Linked DNA regions of Mus musculus: region 1 is linked to region 2. The links are chromatin contacts, called in public promoter capture Hi-C maps. All regions are on one chromosome and are shown on one strand. Each heading gives the region's core, a stretch centred on a gene start, on an enhancer-like site or on the middle of the called end of the contact. The rest is flanking DNA. Distances are from core to core; before and after follow the strand shown. Region 1 has its middle 12 kb from the start of Nckap5los. Region 2 holds the start of Rnd1 (Rho family GTPase 1).

Region 1 (2,719 bases), core at 142-2,641, 740 kb after region 2:
TTAATTAAATATATTTATGTGTGAGCAAGTACGTAGCACACAGAAGTCAGAGGACAACCGATGGCTGTCTGCTCTCTCCTTCCACCATGTGGGCCTGGAGAAGTGAGTCAGGCTTGGTGGCAAGGGCCTTTTACCCCTGAGTCTGTACAGGGGTCTGACTGTTTTTGAAACAGGGTCTTCTGTAGCTGAGGCTACTACATTCTGCAGCTCAGGAAGGCCTGGCCTCCTGCCTCCCAGATGCTGATGCCAAAGTGTCAACACCTCACACCTGGCTTCCAAAAGACCATTTCTTTCTTTTTTGTTTTTGTTTTTTGTTTTTTTTTTTGGAAACAGGGTTTCTTTGTGTAGGCCTGGCTGTCCTAGAACTCACCCTGAAGACCAGGCTGTCCTAGAACTCATAGATCTGCCTGCCTCTGCCTCCTAAGTGCTAGCACGCTGGGCCTTGCTTTCTTCTTATGACAATCTATTATTGAACCTGCGATTTACCATTTGACCCAACTGGCTACTTATCAAGTCCTGATATCCACCTGGCTTGGCCCCCTCCCCCACCCCCAAGTGCTGAGGTTATAGACACACACCTTCAAGCCTGGCTTTTATGTAGGTGCCAGCTATTTGAAACTAGGGTTCATGTTCCCACAAGCAAGAACCGTACCCTGAAACTGGACAGAGGGCTGTGAATCAACCCAGATTTGTAGGTCTTTAATAATTAAAACGTTTTTAAAAAGCTGGTCCCCGGGGCTGGAGAGATGGCTCAGTGGTTAAGAGCACTGACTGCTCTTCCGAGCCAAAGGTCCTGAGTTCAAACCCCAGCAACATGGTGGCTCACAACCATCCTAATGAGATCTGACTCCCTCTTCTGGTGTGTCTGAAGACAGCTACAGTGTACTTAGATATAATAATAAATAAATCTTTAAAAAACAGCTGGTCCCCTTCCCTAAAATCACAGACGACCCCACAAGTACTTACCGTGAACTTTTGGCTTTAAGAGATTTATTTATACACTTGAATTACCCCAGAGAATAAGGGCGGGGATCTAGAGCTGGGGTTTGCTACAGAGCATGTTTTCTTTTTTTAAACTTTTTTTTTTAAAGGAAACAAAACATACTATTTGTGGGGGGGAAAAGTAGAAAAAAGGAAATAAAATAAACCCCTGGCAGCCTTAGAGAGGCTATTTTTTTTTTCTTTTTCTTTGTGTGTGTGGGTGTCGCGGAGGGAGGGGTGGGGGCGGGGGGCTTCCTGCAAAAGGAGAGGTGCCAGTGTGCGGAGCCCGCCTCTTTCCCGCCTTTTGGCTTTGGCCTTTTGGGGGAGGGCAGCTGTCTGGCAGTCTGAACTTCCTGTGTTTGGGAAACCCGGCTGAGGTCTTACATGAACATTCGCCCATTGTTCTTGAGGAGAGTGAGGTCACAGTAACTTTACAAGCAGCTGTTGCAAACCGAGACACCAAGTGTTCTGCCCCAGCCATGATCAAGGAGGTTTTCAGCAAAGCTTTCCTTGAGCGCCAAGAAACCGGGCTCCCTGGAGTATCAATAAACCCACATGCTCCCGCCCTCAAATTCTTTCAGTTGGAACCGAGCCCTGGGTCCGGGGAGGGGGGCCATTGTCATGTGGGCTATGGCTGACTGGGATCAGGCAGGAGTTGGGGGAGGGGGAGATTGTCATGTGGGCTATGGCTGACCATGGTGGGCAGGGCTGCCTCCCGGGACCACTATGGTTCCTGCAGCCTATCCTGCCCTGGGACATTTCTCCAGTCAACTCATTCTGACCCAGGGACCGAGGTGGCACCTGGTATTTTCAAATTCCTAGCATACTGAGCAGACCCTGTCGAGAACATGGATTTTGGTCTTAGCTTTGAAGTGAAGATGAAAGCCCACCATGCCAAACTCCTTTCCAGGAAGGAATGGGATCTAGGAGGCCAACGCAGTTCTAACAGGAAATGATGTAATGCATCAGGCTTAGGGCAATAACAGGTCAAGAAACCAGTCAGGAGTTGGTCAGAAACCAAGATGCAGACTTCCGTTAGTACACCTAGGAAGGGGCAGGGACAAAACTGCATTGTCAGACCCTGTTCTGGTCTTGTTAATTTCTTCAGTGATGGCGTCAGCTAAGGGAAGATGGCAGATGTGGGCGGAGCGTAGAGCGTGAAGGAGAACAGGGGCGGGGCCACCTGGCCTCAGGCTGCTGATGGGGCGGGGCCACCTGGCCTCTCAGTCTAATATACAGATGAGGAAAACCAAGGTTTGTAGTGATAGGTTTTTTTAGGAACGCCAGCTCTGGTGATAAATATCCTTGGCTTCTAGTGCTCCCGAGTCATATAGAGATGGTTTATAAAGCACGAGGAAGTGAGTTGAGAGACAGCATAGTGTGCCGGTGTGAGGGTAGTCCTCTCAGGCTCTTCCCCTCTCGGCCTGGGTAGTCACTGACTGTCCCGTGTCTATATATAAAGCCAGTGGGACTGCTCCGAACTGGCCAGTCCCCAACCTGGAGCATAGAGAGGTTTGAGCGCATGATCACAGGCCTCTTCCCCATCTTTCTCACCAAGGCTGCATGGCCTTGTGTGCCCTCTGGTCAGTGACATCCTCTGGGCTTCAGATCTACACAGGTCACTGTAAGTCACCTTCTAGCCAGCTCCTCCAGGGGAAGGGCACAGAGCCTCATTAGAGCACCCGAGGGTCCCTGGACCTACCCACCAGTCCACCCGAAGGATTATAGAGAAGCCAGC
Region 2 (2,700 bases), core at 54-2,553:
GGAGAGAGGAGGGAGAGGAAGGGAGAGGAGAGAGACAGAGACAGAGGAGACGTCTGGTACTCCCGGGGAGTTCTCAGGGCTCCCTTCACCTCACCATCCAGAGGTGAACTAGACCAGAGACCCAAGTGGCACCCAGGCTTGTTCACTGCCTTCCAGGATCCTCTAAAATCATCAAAGCCCCAACCAAAGAATTTTTTACATTCTTTCCTTCGCTTTCCTGGCAAGCACCTATCTTCAAAGGTGGATTCCCAGCCCCCCCCCCCTTAAAAAAGCAGCAACTGCGGCTAGCCAATGGTGGTAGGATGGGGCATTTGGGGGTACACTCTTACCTGAGGTGTCCCAGAGACTAAGCTCCACTCTCTGTTCCTCTGTCTCCAAACAGGCTGTGTAATTCTCAAACACGGTAGGCACATAGGTCTGCGAGGAGACAGGAAACACTCACACCCCGGCAGCAGCATGCCCTCAGAACCCCACACCAAGCGTTGGCTACACATGCGCCGAGAAACACCAAAGTGTCAGATGGCGAGAAGCCAGAGGAGGGGGAGCCATTGGGGACTGTAGAGGTATTGGCCTTCGCTCCCCAGCCTGGGACAAACCCCCTACATCCTAGCTAGTCTGAGACACATACATTCGCATTTTCCTCACATCTCTAAATGTGTGTCCCATTTTTCAGAGCCACAAGCCAGTTTTAACCTCTGTCTTCTGCCCTCTAGTCCTTTGGCACAGGTGAACAGGCAAAACAGCAGAAGCCTGCGCGGGGGGGGGGGGGGGGGTTGGGGAGGGCACCCTCACAGAGCCTTATAGGAGGGGCAGGCAGGTACTGCGTCAAGAATGAAGCCCAAGCTCTCGGGAGCCTCCAGGTCTCAGGGATGAAGGCAAGTGGGAGGGGATATGATGGGTAAAGAGGTGAGGAGGAGCCGACCGGGCGGCAGAAGTGGGTCAGGTCTCTAGGGAAGCAAGACAGGGCAGTCCTCCAGCCAGAAGGCAAGGCAGGGTGGGGCGGCCTGCGGGTGGTGGAGAGCGCTGTCCCGGACAGGTGGGGGATCGACCCCGGGACGGCAGGGAAGCTCACCTCGGGATAGCAGTCTTTCGCTAGCACCTGTAACATCGCCGTCTTCCCACACTGCACGTCTCCCACCAGGACGAGCTTACACCTGACCACCACTGGCTGCGGTGCCCGTCTCTCCTTCATGGCTGCAGCCTCGGAGGGACGTGGACTCGGGTTCAGGGAGGAGGAGGTCGCGCCTCAAGTGTCCGCACTAGCACACTAGCGCGGGTTCCCTGCCTGCCTGCCTCCGACTGAGGCGGAGGCTCGTAAGGCTCCGCTATAAGTCTCAGACTGATCCAATCACAAGAGGAGGCGGACTCTGTCCAGGCCAATCCCTAAGGTGGGATCCCCTGCTGCAGCCAATAGTAGGAGACTCCGAGTCAGCGCCCTCTTCCTCCCTTCCCTTTCTGTTAAAGCTGCACGGTGGCTTCCTCTTGGAAGGGGATTCCCACGCTTTTTGTGTTGCTGTTAGGAGGTCAGGAGGGGACTGGAAGTAAAACTTAGTGATCTCTGAGTGTCTATGAGTTAGTGTCAAGACCCACAAAGAGCTATAGAATCAGGCTGTCTGTCCCAGGAAGACAGCAGGACCTGCCTAAACTATGGACAGGTGGGTGGCATCTCTCGGGGGAGAGGGTGACTCCTTAATTTTATATAGTTCCTATTCACACTGGTTCCACTTCTGGGATCTCCTAATAGAAGTCTCTGCTGCCCCTCTTTTACAGCCCGACTCCCTTCCTCAGGAATCGCCTTCCCCAAAACAAACCAAGAAAACAAAACAAGACAAACAAAAAATAACTTGACCCAGAGATAGGCAAAGAAAACAAAGGAGGGCGTCTTTCAAGTAGGAACAGGAGAGAGAAAGACCAAACAAGCTGCTTTCTGCCAGCCAGGAGCCAGCTCATGCCAGGCCTGGCAAGCAAGAGTGAAGGTGTTTTGTTCTGTGGCCTGGCTTCAGTGTCCGAGATGAATCCAGGGCAGGTCTAGTTCCAGGCTGATAGCCACGGATTCTGACGCACTGATAGTGTCACCTAGTGAGAGTCCAGCCTGGATGCCAGGGCTGGGCCTCAGGGATTAGAAATTGAAAACCAATCATTGTAGACTGAGATAAACTACAAACTGCCGCCGACTGGCCCTAGCCTGCAAGCCTCCACGGCTTCTGCAGACCCCTCTACTAGACAGAGCTATGGAAGTACACAGCTCATATAAGCCACTGGCCACCAAGGAAGTCCCGTGAGGCCTCCAGAGAATTGGGGGAGGGGCAGTTTAGGGCAAACTTGAGAACAACCTAGGGTTCCCCTTACCCTGTTCTGTTGGTTTGGTTTCTTTCTTTCATTTTATTTTATTTTATTTTATTTTTTTTAGAGAACATCACACTGGAACTTGCCGTATATAGCCCATCTTCTTGCCTCAGGCCTCAGGCCTGAAATTCAGACAGAGAACACCAGCCCTGGCTCACGGTTGTCTTGAGGTCCCTTCTCGAACAACCCCAAGCTTTGCTCATAAGCCAGTCATTGCCACCCACCCAAGACCATTTTCCCTGAAATTAATAAGCACCTTTCAAAGGCTTCACAGGCCCTATGGACAGATCTAGTAAGACAGCCAGGCCCACTATAACGGAGAATGGACGTTATCTGGGAAATGTAGTCCAGCCA

The links. Promoter capture Hi-C pulls out the DNA fragments that hold promoters and counts their contacts.
Region 1: a promoter capture Hi-C map of liver shows a contact between it and region 2, with 2.5 times the contacts expected there. The contact joins the enhancer-like site here to the promoter of Rnd1 in region 2.

Annotation. Positions count from the first base shown.
Region 1 is chr15:99,419,285-99,422,003 of GRCm38.p6, forward strand. No RefSeq gene overlaps it. Among named protein-coding and RNA genes, the nearest start is that of Nckap5los, 12 kb to the right of the region's middle. RefSeq lists an enhancer at 670-2,273. Within about 2 kb of position 1,392, at least 174 of the 459 cell types and tissues checked have an H3K27ac peak or open chromatin away from gene starts, as enhancers often do. A contact at or near this core is called in liver, where this site is marked.
Region 2 is chr15:98,676,158-98,678,857 of GRCm38.p6, forward strand. It overlaps Rnd1 (Rho family GTPase 1), which reads right to left and starts at 1,304. Exons shown (of 5, transcript NM_172612.3): 1 at 1,073-1,304; 2 at 330-417. The coding sequence starts at 1,192.